Linked DNA regions of Mus musculus: all the other regions are linked to region 1. A link is a contact called in public HiChIP or PLAC-seq data. All regions are on one chromosome and are shown on one strand. The core of a region is the stretch at or near the end of the contact, and the rest is flanking DNA. Distances in the headings are between cores, read along the strand shown.

Region 1 (2,789 bases), core at 162-2,661:
TTACCCTCCTCATGGATTCCCTGTGTTGTCAAGCAACAAGAAGGAATATTTACCACACACTGCTAACCCAGGAAAAGATCCAAACTCAATGCGCCAGAACTGGAGAAAATGGTTCAGCGGTTAAGAGCACTTGCTGCTCTTAACAGAGGACACTTAGATTCCCAGCATCTACGTGGTAGCTCCCAACCGTCTGTAATTCCATTATCAGGGCATCCCACACCTTCTTATGGCCTCTGTGGCACCAGGCAAGCACATGATACAGATAGATATATTTGCAGGCAAACCACTTGTACACATTAAATAAATACATACATAAAAGGCAAATATAGCATAGACCTTAGACGAATACAGTTAACAGTGGGAGTTTGTAACCATCCTGGAATTCATGGTGAGACCTAAAAATAACAAAAACAAAACAAAAAGGAAAGAGTGCATTTAGAGACTCCTACCAAAAAAAAAAAAAAAACAAACAAACAAACAAAAAAAAAAACAAAAAAAAACGCTAATAAGAGTTTAGGAGAGGTGGCCCTGTCGCTGTCTTTCCAGGATTATCGTATCCGCCAGAAGCATGTCACAGAGACTGCACACATAGGGACAACTCAGCACAGAAAGCCTGAAGCCGAGGCATTCTAGATGCCACATTCTGAGGTGCATCTTTCAAAGCTTCCCTGCCTTTACCCAGAGAGCTACGTCGTCTCGGTAGCTTTACTATCCGGTCCAGTAGTTATACTGACCATAACTGTCTTTGTCTTTCAAATGTATATGTTCTAATGTGTCATCCCAGTGTTAACTTGCCTTTAAGGCCTGATAGTGGTGTTTTTGAGAACTGGCAAGAGCCATGTGAAAGGGCCTCGGGTTTCTCCTTATACTCGCTCGGCTCTTGATCTTTCTATGTTTGCAGAAGTCGGTGGAAAAAAAAAAAAAAAAGATTCCAAGAATCCCAACCGATAGGCACCTTACCCTGGGAAGAGCTGTGCGCTCCCAGTGGGCGGGGATTGGGGACGCGCGTGGCCCTTGGGCTTCAGTGGGGCCACTCCATCTTAGAAGCCAGTTTTTACAGTGAATGGAAACTTTTAAGTTTCTCAAAGCGGGGGGCGCCCTCTGATTCGGGAGCGGAGTGGAGATGACCGGAAAAGGCTTTCCCTGTGTTGGGGGGAGAGCACCCCACTCGGAGGCCCGGGTAGTTTCTAGGGACAGCGTCTTGGGTTGGGTATCCCTTCCAGGTCCGGCTCCTGGGCGCACGCAGGTCCGGACCCCTCGGCCTCCGCCCCGGGGAGAGCCCAGCCCAGGCTCCGGTCCCGCCGGCCTCGGAAGTCAGGGCGCGGCGAGGGCGAAGGGCGAAGGGCCAGCGGCTGCCTCGGCGTCCGCGTGTGGCGGGGGCCGTAGGGGGAGGACGCGGGCCGAGGGGGAGGGCGCACATCTCGGCGAAGTTCCCGGATGGTCGCAGCCTCCCGGCGCGGAGCGCTTTTCCTGCCCGCCCCGGCTCAGCCCTGCGGACCCAGAGAGAAGTTTCCCAGAAAAAAATGCCCCGCGCGCCGCGGGGCCGAGGAGCCGCCCGGAGCCGCTGCACGGTAAGGGAGCCGCGCCCCACCATGCAGGGCGCGTCCGGGGTGCACGGAGTTGGGGTGCAGACGGGCGGGTTGTCGGGGCCGCGTCCTCGGCGCCCAGGGGAGCGATCCCCGCTCAGGCCCGCGGTCCAGCCCGCGCGGGAGGAAGGGGCGGCGGCTGCCGGGGCTCGAGATGCCGCGATCCCCGCTGAGCGCTGCGGGGCTGCACCGACCCAGGACCGCCCGTGGACCCGATGGATCTAACCGCGGTCTCCCTGGGATGCCCGGGAACCGCATCTGCAACTCCATCTCCACCGAGGGCGGGTGACTTTGGAGTTTAGGGCTCCCAGAACTTGGCTCCAGTGCTCCCGGGCAGCCTGATCCCGGGTATGGGCGCGCTCTAGGTGCCTATGTCTGCTCCTGAAAGGGCGGCCAGCTCGGGTCAGGGCTTTGCGCCCGGGGCCTCTCCCTAAATCGTGGACCGCTTCCCTTCAGCCTTCATCTCCCGCTACTTTAGCATGCTTTTCTTTTCAAAGAAAGAACAGTGAAACTTAACTAGTGCAAGAGAAATCCAATAGGGATGACCCAGATCCTCGGTTTGTGGCTAGACTTTGAACTCAGATTAACAAAAGGTGTGTCTGTGTGGAACCTGGTTTGACTGGGTCTTGCTTAATCTCCAAGGAATATCCCCGGGCTATAGGCTCCTAACCCCTCAGGGTTTCTACAGTGAGCAGATTTGGTCTCTTTCTCTGAAAATCGCTAGTCTGTCTTGGATCTTCCTTGCCCTTCATCTCTCTGGTTCCTGAGCGGGCCTGCAGGTAGACCCACAGGGACAGCGGACACGTGTGCAGCCTGGGTAGGTTTTCTTTTAACAGCTTCCATATAATTTGAATACTGTATTTTCATTTGATAGATTTTTTTTTGCCTCCTCAAAAAATGCTTATTTCAATAATTGATAAATAACTTAAAAGTTTGTAGATCATGTTTTTGACTTCTTAAAGAGAGAAAGTCTTTCATAAACTATGGGCTCTCTGCTTCTTACAGTGCTCAGGGCACTGCCTTCTACCCTGATTACCTGCCAGTTGCGGTTCACCAGGCTGATCCTCTCAGAGGCATGGGGTGGTGTACACATATGTGTACAGATCGTACACATATCTGTGAGTGCCGGTTGCCGGCTGAAGAGAAGCTGCAGACTGGGTTTTCCAAGTGTTCTGGATCCGCTCAGCGACATCACCGTCTTCC
Region 2 (2,789 bases), core at 146-2,645, 380 kb before region 1:
AACAAACAGACTGAGCAAGTTATAATTTTATATCTAAAAACATATCATATATACATACAACTAAATATGTATATAAAACTAAAGAAAAAGAGGCCTCAGATTTGAAAAGTCAAGAAGTGTCTAGGAGGAGGAGGGGGGAGGAAATGGGAGGGAGTGGTGTTTGAATAAAAAATTGGCCCCCACGGGTCCATAGGGAATGGCACCGTTAGGAGGTGTGGCCTTGTTGGAGGAAGTGTGTAACTGGGGGGGGGGGGGGTGCAGGCTTTGAGGTTTCAGAAGCATAAGGCAAGCATAATGGCTAACAGTGGTCTCTTCTGGCTGCCTGCCTTCTTCCTTCAGCTATTCTCAGCTCTGTCTCCAGCACCGTGTCTGCCTGAACACTGCCATGCTTCCTGCCATGCTGAAAATGGACTAAACCTCTGAAACTGTAAGCCAGCCCCAATTAAATGTTTGTTTGTTTGTTTCTAAGAGTTGCGGTAGTCGTGGTGTCTCTTCACAGCATTAAAACCCTAAAACAGGGGAGAACCTATGAGATTATATTATCTCAAAAAAACTATTTTAAAAAAATCAATAAGAAGACCAGACGTTGAACTACAGCCATTTATCTGAGACATTTCTGCATCCATCTGGTTTGTTCAAAGTTATCAGAACTGGGTGCTGAATAGATTTTGAAAACTATTCAGGCACTTTTTTAGTCCGAAATGATGATACATTATTATCTCTTAATTCTCCCAGTTATAATGGTGGAAGGCAGCAGAACACAGTGGTACATGGCTTTAATGTCAGCACTTGGAAAACAGAGGCAGGAGGATTTCTGTGAGTTGAAGGCTAGCCTAGTCTACAGAGTTGCAAAGCTCTTGAACCGTCATTTGTTCTTCCCAGGACTTCTAGGTAGGTCTTCTGAGAAAAGATTTGTCGTCTTAAACAAAAGCAAACAAACAAACAAACAAAAAACCCTGTTTTAGAGTCTTACAAAGAAATAATCCCGCTGGAGTTGGTTATGAAGAAGCTAACTACTTGGAAGGGTGAAAGTGGACGATCAAGGTTCTCCCTAACTTACATACTGAGCTCAAGGCCTGCCTGAGCAACTCACCCTGTTTGAAATAAAAGCCAAATCAGGGTCGGCTTGTAGCTCCCTGGGAGAACCCCTGCCTGGCACGTGCAAGGAGCGAGGCTCAGTCTGCGATAGCGACAACAACTAAAAATTATCTGCACCGTTAGTAACACTAACAAAGCCAAGAGTCGTCTTCAGTGTGCTTTTCATTTCACTGGCCGCCAGCCGGTCACGGAGGGGGCCTGTCATTGTCCTCCTCTGAGAGTTACCAATAAAGTTGTTACAAAGTGACCTTGAGCGTCTTCCCCCGCCTTCTCCATCCGGGTGCTGCGGCGCGGATAAGAGCCGCACCGCGCTTGCGCGCCCAGCCCCACTGCTTCGACCTCTGCCGCCGCCACTGCCGCCGCCTCGGGAGGTAAGCGAAGGTAAACGGAGGGCGCGGGGCCCGGGCCGGGGCGGAGCGGGTCTCCCGGCCCTGTCCACCGGGCTTGCGCTTCCCGGGCACGCGGCCACGCTGACCGCCTGCGCGGGGCCCCTCGGGGCCGGGGTGGCAAGGACAGGCCCCTGGGGGGGACACTTGACCTTAAGCCTCTTTTCGCTCCGCAGAGAGGAAGCGGGAGAGGAGCCCACGTCGCCTGTCACCTAGATCCACGCCGCGCCGCCAGGAAGAAAGATGTTCGCCTGCGCCAAGCTCGCCCGCACCCCCGCTCTGGTGCGTAACCCGGGCCTCGGCCCAGCATTCACGCCGAGGGACCGGCTCTCCTTCACCCTTGCCCCGATGTCCTCTCCTCCCTCCCTCCCTCCCAACCCTGGGGCCCGCAGACAGTTCCCGGCCATGTGTCCCCCCCGAGGCCTAGCTGACAGGCCTTCTGGGCGTAGGTCACAGCCTCCTTGCTCGTGGAGCGCGCCCCTCCCCCACCGCCCGGTCCCTATGGAGTTGGGGTCGACGCGAAGGTCGGGGTGCTGAGAAGTCAGGAAGGGGCAGCTGAGGCCTAGTTGCCTGCACAGCGTTTCCCGTGCGCGTCTGTAGGTCAAACTCGCCGCTGCAGAGGGAGGGACTTTGCTTCCTTGTGTGGGCGGAGAAAGGTGTTGGGGAGCCCCGAAGCTTGCTTTTTTGGAGGCTTTAAGTGAAGTCTGAATCTAAAAGATTTGTGCTAGAGAATCGGGTCCTGGTTCTGGAGGGATTTTCTGTGACCTTAGTGTCCGTGGACACTCAAGGGCAGAGAAGCCAGACTGCCAGATGTCCTTATAGTGAGAGTATTGCAACGGCTGTTAAGCTGACATCAAAATGCTTAACTCTATAGTAAATTTAGAATTAGTGGGTATTTAGGAATCCTTTGAAAATTGTAGGAGCTTCATTAGCTGCTGGACTGTTGTAAATGATCAAAATCATAGCGACACCCTTATGAGCCCACATAACTTACTTGAATTTACAGCACTACAGTTACTGAAACTTCCACAACACTCAGTCACTTGGTAACTAATTGGTCTTAGGATTTTTGTTTACAGATAGATTAAATAGAACATTCCATGGTTCATTAGCATAAAATTTTAGGTTGGCTTTGTGTATGCACAATGACCAAAGGCCATGCTAATTGCAGAGATAATAAATCTGTTCGTTCTCTTCTGCTTTCTCCTTTAGAGTTTAAAGTTGCACAAGAGGTCACTGAAGACTAATGTGTACTCTTTAGTACTTGAAATTCTTTCTTTTCCTTCCATTAATAGATCCGAGCTG
Region 3 (2,789 bases), core at 114-2,613, 340 kb before region 1:
CATCAGGCACTCAAAGCTGGCTGGCCTGGTCTACATGAGACCTTGATTCAAAAAAAATACAACAGAACGATACTTATAACAGTAGATTTTGAGGTACAGACATTATTTTTCTTTCCATAATATTTTTATTAATTATTTAAGTCTTATATACATTAGGAACCCAGATCACACTTAATTCCTAGTCCTCCAAGGTCCACTCCCCATCTTTCTGGACCCCTTCCCCCCAAAAAAAAGGAAAAGAGAGAAAACCCCCCCCCCAATTTGTGTTACGCTTATACTCATGGGAGCGTGATCAGACTCCTGATAATCAGCTCCTTAAAACTGAGTCCTTCCTCAGCTGTGGAGAGCTACTCTTCAGCATCCTTACCACATTTGTTAAGAATTCTCTCCCTTGGTTTTCTGTGTAGGCTGTTACTTTGGGGGGCAGAGTAATAGTGTAAGGTATAGATCTTCTATGTCTTTCTCAACTATGAGTCTACAGTCATCAGTACCACAGCAAAATTAGCTTCCTTGCCCTTTACAGTCAGCAGGAACATGGATCATGGACTTTTTATTGATTCTTTGTGAGTTTCACATCATGTACCCTAATCCCACTCATTTCTGTCCTTTCATATCTGTCCTCTGCCCTTACAACATCCCCCAAAAGAAAAACAAACAAAACGTAAAAAAAAAAAATTTTGTTCTAGAACCTACAGTGTGTCACAGTGTGTCATACACTATACCTGTTTATCCACAATGAGTCATTGATCTGATTCGAGGCCTCTGGCTTCTGCTATACTGTCAATACTGGATCTTCACAGGAACTCCTCTCAGATATTCTGTTGTTGCCCTCTGTTGTGGAGATCCTCTAGGTTTGGATCTGCAGCTCTGGCCCTTTCACATTCTCTAGCAGCTCATAAATGGGGTAGATGCCTGGAGTAAGCTAACCCTGAATCTGGGCCTGAGTGGTAGCTGAGTTGGTCAGTCCACCACCTCTCCTGCTACCCCACCCCCAACCAATGCACGCATAACACCAGGGGGAGCTCTTCAGCACTGTCCCAGCTAGCTCATTTAGTGCAACCAGCCAAGTGGCAAGACTAGCTCTTATACCCTCCTGGCCAGCTTACTCACCCCACAAACATTGACATAGACCCCTGATGCTGCCTGGCCACAGACCCAAATATGGCCCTCAGCAGCAGCATGGGCTGGGACTTCACCATGGCCTCAGGTGGTAGGACAGGCTACTCACATCAGACTGTTCCTCTCCACCCTCTAGTTCTACCTCTCTCATAATTCTTTTTTTTTTAACAAACCCTTGTGTCGAGGGCTGACTTTCAGTAGATCGCAGCGAGGGAGCTGCTCTGCTACGTACGAAACCCCGACCCAGAAGCAGGTCGTCTACGAATGGGTTAGCGCCAGGTTCCACACGAACGTGCGTTCAACGTGACAGGCGAGAGGGCGGCCTCTTCATAATTTTCAATCTGTTCCACTTGTCTTTCCCATCTGTCTACCATGTACTTGTACATGTAGTCATGGCTTAGGTGTGGCTTGTGACAGGTGGGCCTCTGGGTTTCCCATGCTCAAGGCAAGGGAAACTGTCTTACTTAACAGTGTGTGTCTAAAAAAATCTGGCTTTTTTGAGAGTGCAGTATTTAAAAAACAAAACTGTACTATCAATTTCTATAAAGTTGTTCGAGAATTTATATGGGTCCCAAATGTCCTTTCTGACTGAAGTCTGCAGTAAAAGCCACTGTCATAATAAGTACTAATTTGTTATTTGCCCTATTTTGCTTTCATTCTTTAAGAACATACAAGTGGGTGCTGAAGAAATGGCTCAGTGGTTAAGAGCACTGACTGCTCTTCCGGAGGTCCTGAGTTCAATTCCCAGCAACCACATGATGGCTCACAACCATCTGTAATGAGATCTGATGCCCTCTTCTGGTGTGTCTGAAGACAGCTACAGTGCACTTACATATAATAAATAACTCTTAAAAAAAAAGAACAAGTAAGAGTTTCTCCATAAGCTGTCTGAATATGTCACAGCAGGTTGAGTATCAGAAGCAAATATGAAAATTCAACCATCTTATTCTGTTGAGCCAGATATTAGGTTTGCAAACAAATCACTTTTTTCACCTCACTGTATCTCTATCCCTGGTTTGTAAAAATTTTAAGCTTGAAAGGATATATTATTACTAAGATAAGTCATACCTATACAGAGATGTTCCAAACCTAGTTGTGACAAAACAATACAGATTATATAGATCAAGAAGTTGACATAGTATAGCAAGGCAATTTGTCTGTTTCTTGGTGAATCAACCTTCATGTGGGAGGTTTGAATGCCCTATTTCATCATGATGATAAGACTCTAACCTAGAATGAATGACCTGAGTAGTAGTGTTTGAAGACCAAGCAAGTTCTGCATGACCAAGCAGAGGGTATAAGACTTGGGACCTAACCTTGTGCCATTTCCACAGCACTGTTAATTGAAATAATTATGAACCCACCTCGAGTCAAGGGAAGGAACATAAACTCATTGTGAAAAGCACTGCAAAGAATTTGCAGCTGTATTTTAACAACTTTCAAAAGAAGTTTGATGAACTAAAATATTGTTTACATTGAGTTATTTACTATGTAAAGCAATAATTATTAAAACAATACTTGTTCATTCTGTCAACATTTTGTGCCATAACCTTGTTGTTACTAAAGTGAGTCTTTTCAGTCCATGGCCATTGCTTTATGACCCTCATTTCATGCTCCCTGCCTGGCTAAGAAATAATTCTTAGATCATCAATATTTACCTCTTTTTTTTT
Region 4 (2,789 bases), core at 147-2,646, 320 kb after region 1:
GTCTCAGACCTCTGTGCTGTTCATGTGCGTTAGCTCGATGGCGGTTACAAGCTGTGTACTGCTTATCCCTGGGGTCTATTTTACACATACAATGATGACAAGGATACTAGGCTGAGTGTGTAGTGCATTAGTAACTGTAGAAAGTAAGGACTTACGTGACTGCTTTGACAGTAACAATCTTTAACCAATAGCAAAACTAAAGACAAAGACCCTGTCTTTAAAATGTATCAAAAGAGCTCTAAGGCTTTCCTAAGATCACTCTCACGGGGTGACAGAAAAACCTTAATGCAATTTTATTACAAACAGTGGCTCAGCTGCTGCTTGTCAGTCACACCATTCAAAAAGTTTCTGACAGAAAGTGAAGAGTTCTAGATCTGTGAGATGGCTCAGTATGGAGAGGTGCTTGCTGCTAAGCCTTACGAATCTGAGTTTCATTCTCAGAACCTGCAAAGTACGAGAGAACTGACTCCAAGCTGTTCTTTGACCTCACCAGAACTGTTGTATACAAGAGCGAATCCACACAAGCACACATACAATAGGCAATAAACATAATTAAAAAAAAAAACTCAGATTTTTGCAGAGAGATCAGGGTTTGACATGTGTCTTCTGTCACTAGTTTAGTTGTGAAACTTTACCTGATACTTTTCTGATACTATTCTGTCATCTGCAAATTGGGGATTAGCAACCAATTCACACTCTTTTCTTTTATTTGCAACTGGTATGTTTGAAAAAAAATTATAATTTCTGGACATTCACTGTAACAAATACTTGAAAGTCATTGGAGAAAACCTAATAAACACCTTTTTGTCCCAGTGGAGCTCATAGTGTAGTTAGAAGGTGACTTTATACATATTATTTGATTTAATCCTACCAATAGCCTTATGAGATGGATCGCAGTAGTCTCATTTTAGAACCAGGAAGAAATCATGTTTCCTTCTCATAGTTCTTAACCTCGCAGAGGAAAGGGATGTATGTGCGGCGACGAGGAAGAAGATGGTGACTCTTTAAATGTTTTATGCACTTCTGTGGCTGTTAAGTGCGTCTTGGATCCGAAATTTTCCTTGGTCCATTTTTCCCTTGAAGAAAGTTTAATGGCTTCTCATCGTTAACCCATCTGAAAGAAGTTACTGGAAAGGGGAGAAGGGCGGCTCCGTGCAGGTAGCAAAGGCTGATCTGGGCACGATCAGTCAGGGACAAGATAGATCCCAGACGAAGCAGGAGCCCGGAACCGGAGCAGTGGAGCTGAAAGAAACCTGGAGGCTCGGTGGAAGCCCACGTGTAGAGAGACGCAGAAACCCGGTGCTGCTGAGCGCCCTCCTCCTCGTAGGCCCCGCCCATCCGGGCCCGGGCATCCGGGCCAATGGGCGTGACCCTGTGGGGGCGTGGCCTGCGCACAGGTGCCGCCCCGGCCCGCCCGTTCCGTCGCCTCTGCCGTCGTGCGTGCGGCTCGGCGGAGGGCCGGGCTTGCGCTCTCTCCGCCTTCTTCCCCACCTCCGGCTGCCGGCGACACCGGTCTTTGCAGTCCGGGACCCCGTGCGATCGTTAGCCCGGTGCACGGTGAGTCCCCGAAGGAGCCCGTGGGCTCCCGGGCCAGTGGTTCCGAGGCTGGCGCTAGGCCGGAGACCGGCCGCCGGGACGGGCTGAGGGCAGCGGACAGCTTGGGGCATGTGGATGAATGAGGCGCCCTCGGACTAGGCCGCGCGGCCACGAGATTGGCTCTCGCCGCAGTCTGGGGGAAAGTCTTGCCTCAGGGCGGGACGCCAATGCCGGGTCAGGAGGGGAAGGGTGGTGTGCGGAGGTCCTGCTTGGCTGGACTGCGGGGGCACCCCTTGTAGGTCACCCCTTGTAGGCTCCAGGACTGGACGGGCTCTCCCCATGCAGCTGTTCATTGGAGGCCCGGAACAGGTGTCAGGATCCCCAAAATGGGAGATCCTTGGCCTCCCGGTCTGGGATTACAGGTTGGAGTATCACTTCTGGAGCAGGCGGAGTGGGGAGAAGGAGGGAGGAGCAGCGTGGCTCTAGGAGGTCCAACCAGCCAGAAGGCAGGGACAGTTTTAGTTTCCAGGTTCTAAGACGCGCAAGGTTGCAGTTCCTCGTAGGTTCCTGTTGCAGTGTTAAAAGTGAGATCAATTTTGCACAGTGGACCTTGGAGCCAGGACAAGAAAAGACAGAAAGTTTGGACTTGTCAATCAAAAGGTATTTGAAATAGGGCTGTATATAGCCTACTGGTAGAGCGCTTGCTTTTAGCATACATGAAAGCTCTAGGTTGGATCTTGAAAAGGAACGACAAGGTGAGTGCCTTCAAAGTATCCAGTGTAGAGTGTGGGTTTCAAAAACTGTTTAATAAGGACTGACGGTAAGCTTACCTACAGTGTCAAAGGCAAAAAGGTCTGGCTTCGAAGGACCTCCAGGCCTAGTAGTGACCATCAGTGTGGTGAACGCTGAGTTGTGGAGAGAGGCGGGTTCCAAGCGGTGGAGGAATGATTGGCGAGAGGTGACATGGTTGCTGGTGTTTCTGTAATGGGCTTCCTTAGACTTGTGTCTCTTCTCCTTCCAAATGCTTTCCTTCAAATACTATGACAGGTTAAGAAGGCGGTTGTCGGCAGCCAGCACGGAGGATTGGAACTAAGTTTTAAGTTTATCTTTGATTCCCGCTGCTGCAGTGTTTCTGGGACTACTCAGAAGTGATACATGTACACATTTTAGAATCAGATCTGTTTACAGAGACCCTCCCCTCAAAAAAAGTATGGGTTTTGCTCATATTTTAGTTGTGGATTGGTACAGACAGT
Region 5 (2,789 bases), core at 95-2,594, 260 kb before region 1:
CACACAGCTTATTCTGCTAACAGGGCAAGGGGAGGCCCTGGGAAGTGGGCCAGCTAGTAAGAGAAGCCTTGTGGGGGAAGCTTTGGCACTATAGTCTACTTGGTCAAAAAACATAAGAGAGGGCTGGAGATGCAGCCTGAGAGTGAAGCATTTGCCTAGCACATATAAGACCCTGGGTTCAACACTGAGCACTGCAGAGAAGGGGGTGGGGGTGGGGGTGGGACGAGGCTAGAGGTTGCTTTAGAAAGGTATTCTGATGACGATAACTCTTCTATTGCTTGAGAAATTGTACCCTTCTTGCACTATTAAAAGTCTCTAAAGAAGCCGGGCGTGGTGGCGCACGCCTTTAATCCCAGCACTCGGGAGGCAAAGGCAGGCGGGTTTCTGAGTTCAAGGCCAGCCTGGTTTACAGAGTGAGTTCCAGGACAGCCAGGGCTATACAGAGAAACCCTGTCTCAAAAAAACAAAACAAAACAAATAAATAAATAAATAAATAAATAAATGTCTCCAAAGAATAAATTAAGGTGCCTTCTTTGCAATCTGACTTTAAAGTGGCTATGAACGTTTATAGTTCTGCATTGTAAGTTTATAGGACTTGTAGTTACAGGACTTACTGTCCTGGCTTATGTTTTAGAGATCAAAGATGATCAGGCTCGGAATCAGATCTCCTGTACAGCTGAAGGGCACACCTAGAATTTGAAACAAAGACATTTGAGAAATGATATCAGGCTGAGGTGGTCTAGGAAATTCCATAATTCAAAGAGTCTGTAGGTAGGGAACTGCTAGAGTCCTGACACCACCCTCCCACAACCAAGTCACAACACTGTTGTCCCCTCCAGTGATTTCTGAGTAGTGCCTCCTCTTTGCATTTCTGCTTTGTCATCAAACTGGTCATAGCAGGCGCGGAGGCACTGGAGATGGGGCTCCCCAAGGACGGAGAAAGCTGTTCTCTGCCCCTCTGAGATGCTAGAGAGGAAGGGAGGCCTTTCTCCACCAGCTCTCACCAAACTGAAAGGTGGCTTGGGTGCTGAGTCGGCAAAGAAACCAAGAAGCATCTGATCCAGTGAAATTAAATTGTCACAGTATGAGCTGGACCCCAAAGCCCTGGGACTGCTTCCCAGCCCTGAAAATGAACGGAAACTTCATGATCCCAATGGGATCTTACAATGTTTGTTTATACTGCTGGGCAGGGCGGAGCTGAAAGGCAACTTGTAGAGAGCTTTTAAAAGTCACACCTAACTCAGAAGGTGAGAGGAAATAGAAAACAACCTTAAGGACCCCAAAGCCGGCTTGGAGGAGCGGGCTTGGAGCCTCCGTGTAGCATGTGATAGTTTGGCCTCTGGGTCCACCTGCTGGTGCGCTTTGCTCTTTCACCGCTGATCACTATACGTGATGCTGTCTCCCTGCAGTGTGGCAACAAGATGTAAAGATGGATTCTCTGAAAGAACCGGAAGAGGGAGTGGTTGGTGAAGAAGGCAAGTCTCTGTGAGGCCAGGTGTGATCGAGGGAGCTCAGTGGATGTGTTTACATTTCTGAAGACGCAGATGCCCCCAGTCCTGCCCCTGAGCCTGTGTAAAGAATGTCTACAGTTGTGAGGCTGGCTGCACAATTGATACCATGGTTGTCAGGTGGCCTCACTTTACCACTACTGAAGGTCAAGGCAGTCAGCAGGTGCCCGCCAGATCTGCATGCAGTCCAGTAGGATTTCCCCCATGCTTGTGCTCGTGCATGCGCGCACGCGCGCGTTTGTGTAACAGTCTACTGCTGAAGCTGCCTGGACAGGCCTGCTGTCGTTGCTTGCACCTTGCACCTTTCACAGCCTCTATGCTTAAGACTTACATGTGTTGTTCAGTCAGCTTGATTTACTAATTCCTAAATTCCCATGCCTCCCTTCTCCAGCTTCAAGGACCAGCAATTCCTCTGACCTGCCAATTTAGATGGCTCGTTTGAGCTTACTTGGGCTATACGTCACAACCCGGAGATAGTACTGGGGTGATGTCACACTTGGAAGTCACTTATTACTAAACTGAATGCAGTAACCCTTGAGGGTTGCTGCAAACAGAACACCTTGACTGACAATATGTGGAATGGTCCATGATGTCAGGGATCCTGGGGAGATCCCCACGCGGAGACAAAAACACTTAGAGTGCAGAGCTTTGAGGAGTTTAACACATGTGGAGACCTGTATGTATCATACCTCCAGCTCCTGATATGCTACATGTAAATGCAGTTTGTGAAGCGGCTAGAGCCAGTTCCAGCTTGGGTGTGTGAAGGGTTGGAATGGTGGTACCCAAGGTATCGAGCATCACAGTTACCGGGAGGGCTTGTTAGAGTAGACTGCTGTCACCAGATGATGTGAGGATGCTGGCTCAGGGGCCATCCTCACAATCAAGATCACGATAACCAGGAGTTAAGCCACTCAGGTGTATATGGTACAAATAGTCAGGCATGTGTTGTGCTCTTGTGGCACCAGCTACTTGAGACAGAAGTAGGAAGATTGCCAGAGCCCAGAATTGAGACCAGCCTTGGCAATATAGTGAGACTTGACTGAGAATGAAAAGACATGATCATACAGAGGAGGAAAGCCTACTGGCAGCAGTTTCAATTAAAATGAATTTAACATATACTTAGCCAATTGGTCTTCTGATCATCTTATACTTATTCCCATGACTCTAAAATATTCATTAACTTTCTTACAATTGCGCATTGCTTTCCTAAATATATAAAAAGATTTCCAGCGGTGACTGGCTCTTGATGCCTCTATTTGGTCAAAGAAACTGAAAAGCTGC

The links. HiChIP or PLAC-seq counts read pairs in DNA pulled down with a chosen protein or histone mark.
Region 2: a contact with region 1 is called in an H3K4me3 HiChIP or PLAC-seq map of embryonic stem cells, with 13 read pairs. The contact joins the promoter of Atp5g3 here to the promoter of Wipf1 in region 1. A contact is called at or near these places in 4 of 39 promoter capture datasets (the C10 cell line, embryonic stem cells, hippocampal neurons and 1 more) and 9 of 115 datasets of contacts at active chromatin or transcription factors (the 230-238 cell line, bone marrow-derived macrophages, craniofacial prominence and 5 more).
Region 3: a contact with region 1 is called in an H3K4me3 HiChIP or PLAC-seq map of embryonic stem cells, with 10 read pairs. The contact joins the enhancer-like site here to the promoter of Wipf1 in region 1. A contact is called at or near these places in 3 of 39 promoter capture datasets (the C10 cell line, hippocampal neurons and stem cell-derived epiblast-like cells), 7 of 115 datasets of contacts at active chromatin or transcription factors (the 230-238 cell line, bone marrow-derived dendritic cells, effector CD8 T cells and 3 more) and 2 of 9 other capture datasets (adipose tissue and pancreatic islet).
Region 4: an H3K4me3 HiChIP or PLAC-seq map of embryonic stem cells shows a contact between it and region 1, with 10 read pairs. The contact joins the promoter of Ola1 here to the promoter of Wipf1 in region 1. A contact is called at or near these places in 1 of 484 Hi-C or Micro-C datasets (embryonic stem cells) and 1 of 115 datasets of contacts at active chromatin or transcription factors (embryonic stem cells).
Region 5: an H3K4me3 HiChIP or PLAC-seq map of embryonic stem cells shows a contact between it and region 1, with 16 read pairs. The contact joins the enhancer-like site here to the promoter of Wipf1 in region 1. A contact is called at or near these places in 12 of 39 promoter capture datasets (3T3-L1-derived adipocytes, the HPC-7 cell line, cranial neural crest and 6 more), 5 of 115 datasets of contacts at active chromatin or transcription factors (embryonic stem cells and stem cell-derived neural progenitor cells) and 1 of 9 other capture datasets (adipose tissue).

The regions. Positions count from the first base shown.
Region 1 is chr2:73,528,109-73,530,897 of GRCm38.p6, reverse strand. It overlaps Wipf1 (WAS/WASL interacting protein family, member 1), which reads left to right and starts at 1,411. Exons shown (of 8, transcript NM_153138.4): 1 at 1,411-1,571.
Region 2 is chr2:73,909,932-73,912,720 of GRCm38.p6, reverse strand. Atp5g3 (ATP synthase, H+ transporting, mitochondrial F0 complex, subunit C3 (subunit 9)) reads left to right here and starts at 1,395. Exons shown (of 5, transcript NM_175015.3): 1 at 1,395-1,469; 2 at 1,661-1,766; 3 at 2,780-2,789. The coding sequence starts at 1,728.
Region 3 is chr2:73,866,530-73,869,318 of GRCm38.p6, reverse strand. The region is part of intron 4 of Atf2 (activating transcription factor 2); the gene reads left to right. Among named protein-coding and RNA genes, the nearest start is that of Gm10822, 24 kb to the left of the region's middle. Within about 2 kb of position 1,363, at least 58 of the 459 cell types and tissues checked have an H3K27ac peak or open chromatin away from gene starts, as enhancers often do. A contact at or near this core is called in embryonic stem cells, where this site is marked.
Region 4 is chr2:73,213,054-73,215,842 of GRCm38.p6, reverse strand. Ola1 (Obg-like ATPase 1) reads left to right here and starts at 1,396. Exons shown (of 11, transcript NM_025942.2): 1 at 1,396-1,557.
Region 5 is chr2:73,790,991-73,793,779 of GRCm38.p6, reverse strand. No RefSeq gene overlaps it. Among named protein-coding and RNA genes, the nearest start is that of Chn1, 17 kb to the right of the region's middle. Within about 2 kb of position 1,344, at least 18 of the 459 cell types and tissues checked have an H3K27ac peak or open chromatin away from gene starts, as enhancers often do. A contact at or near this core is called in embryonic stem cells, where this site is marked.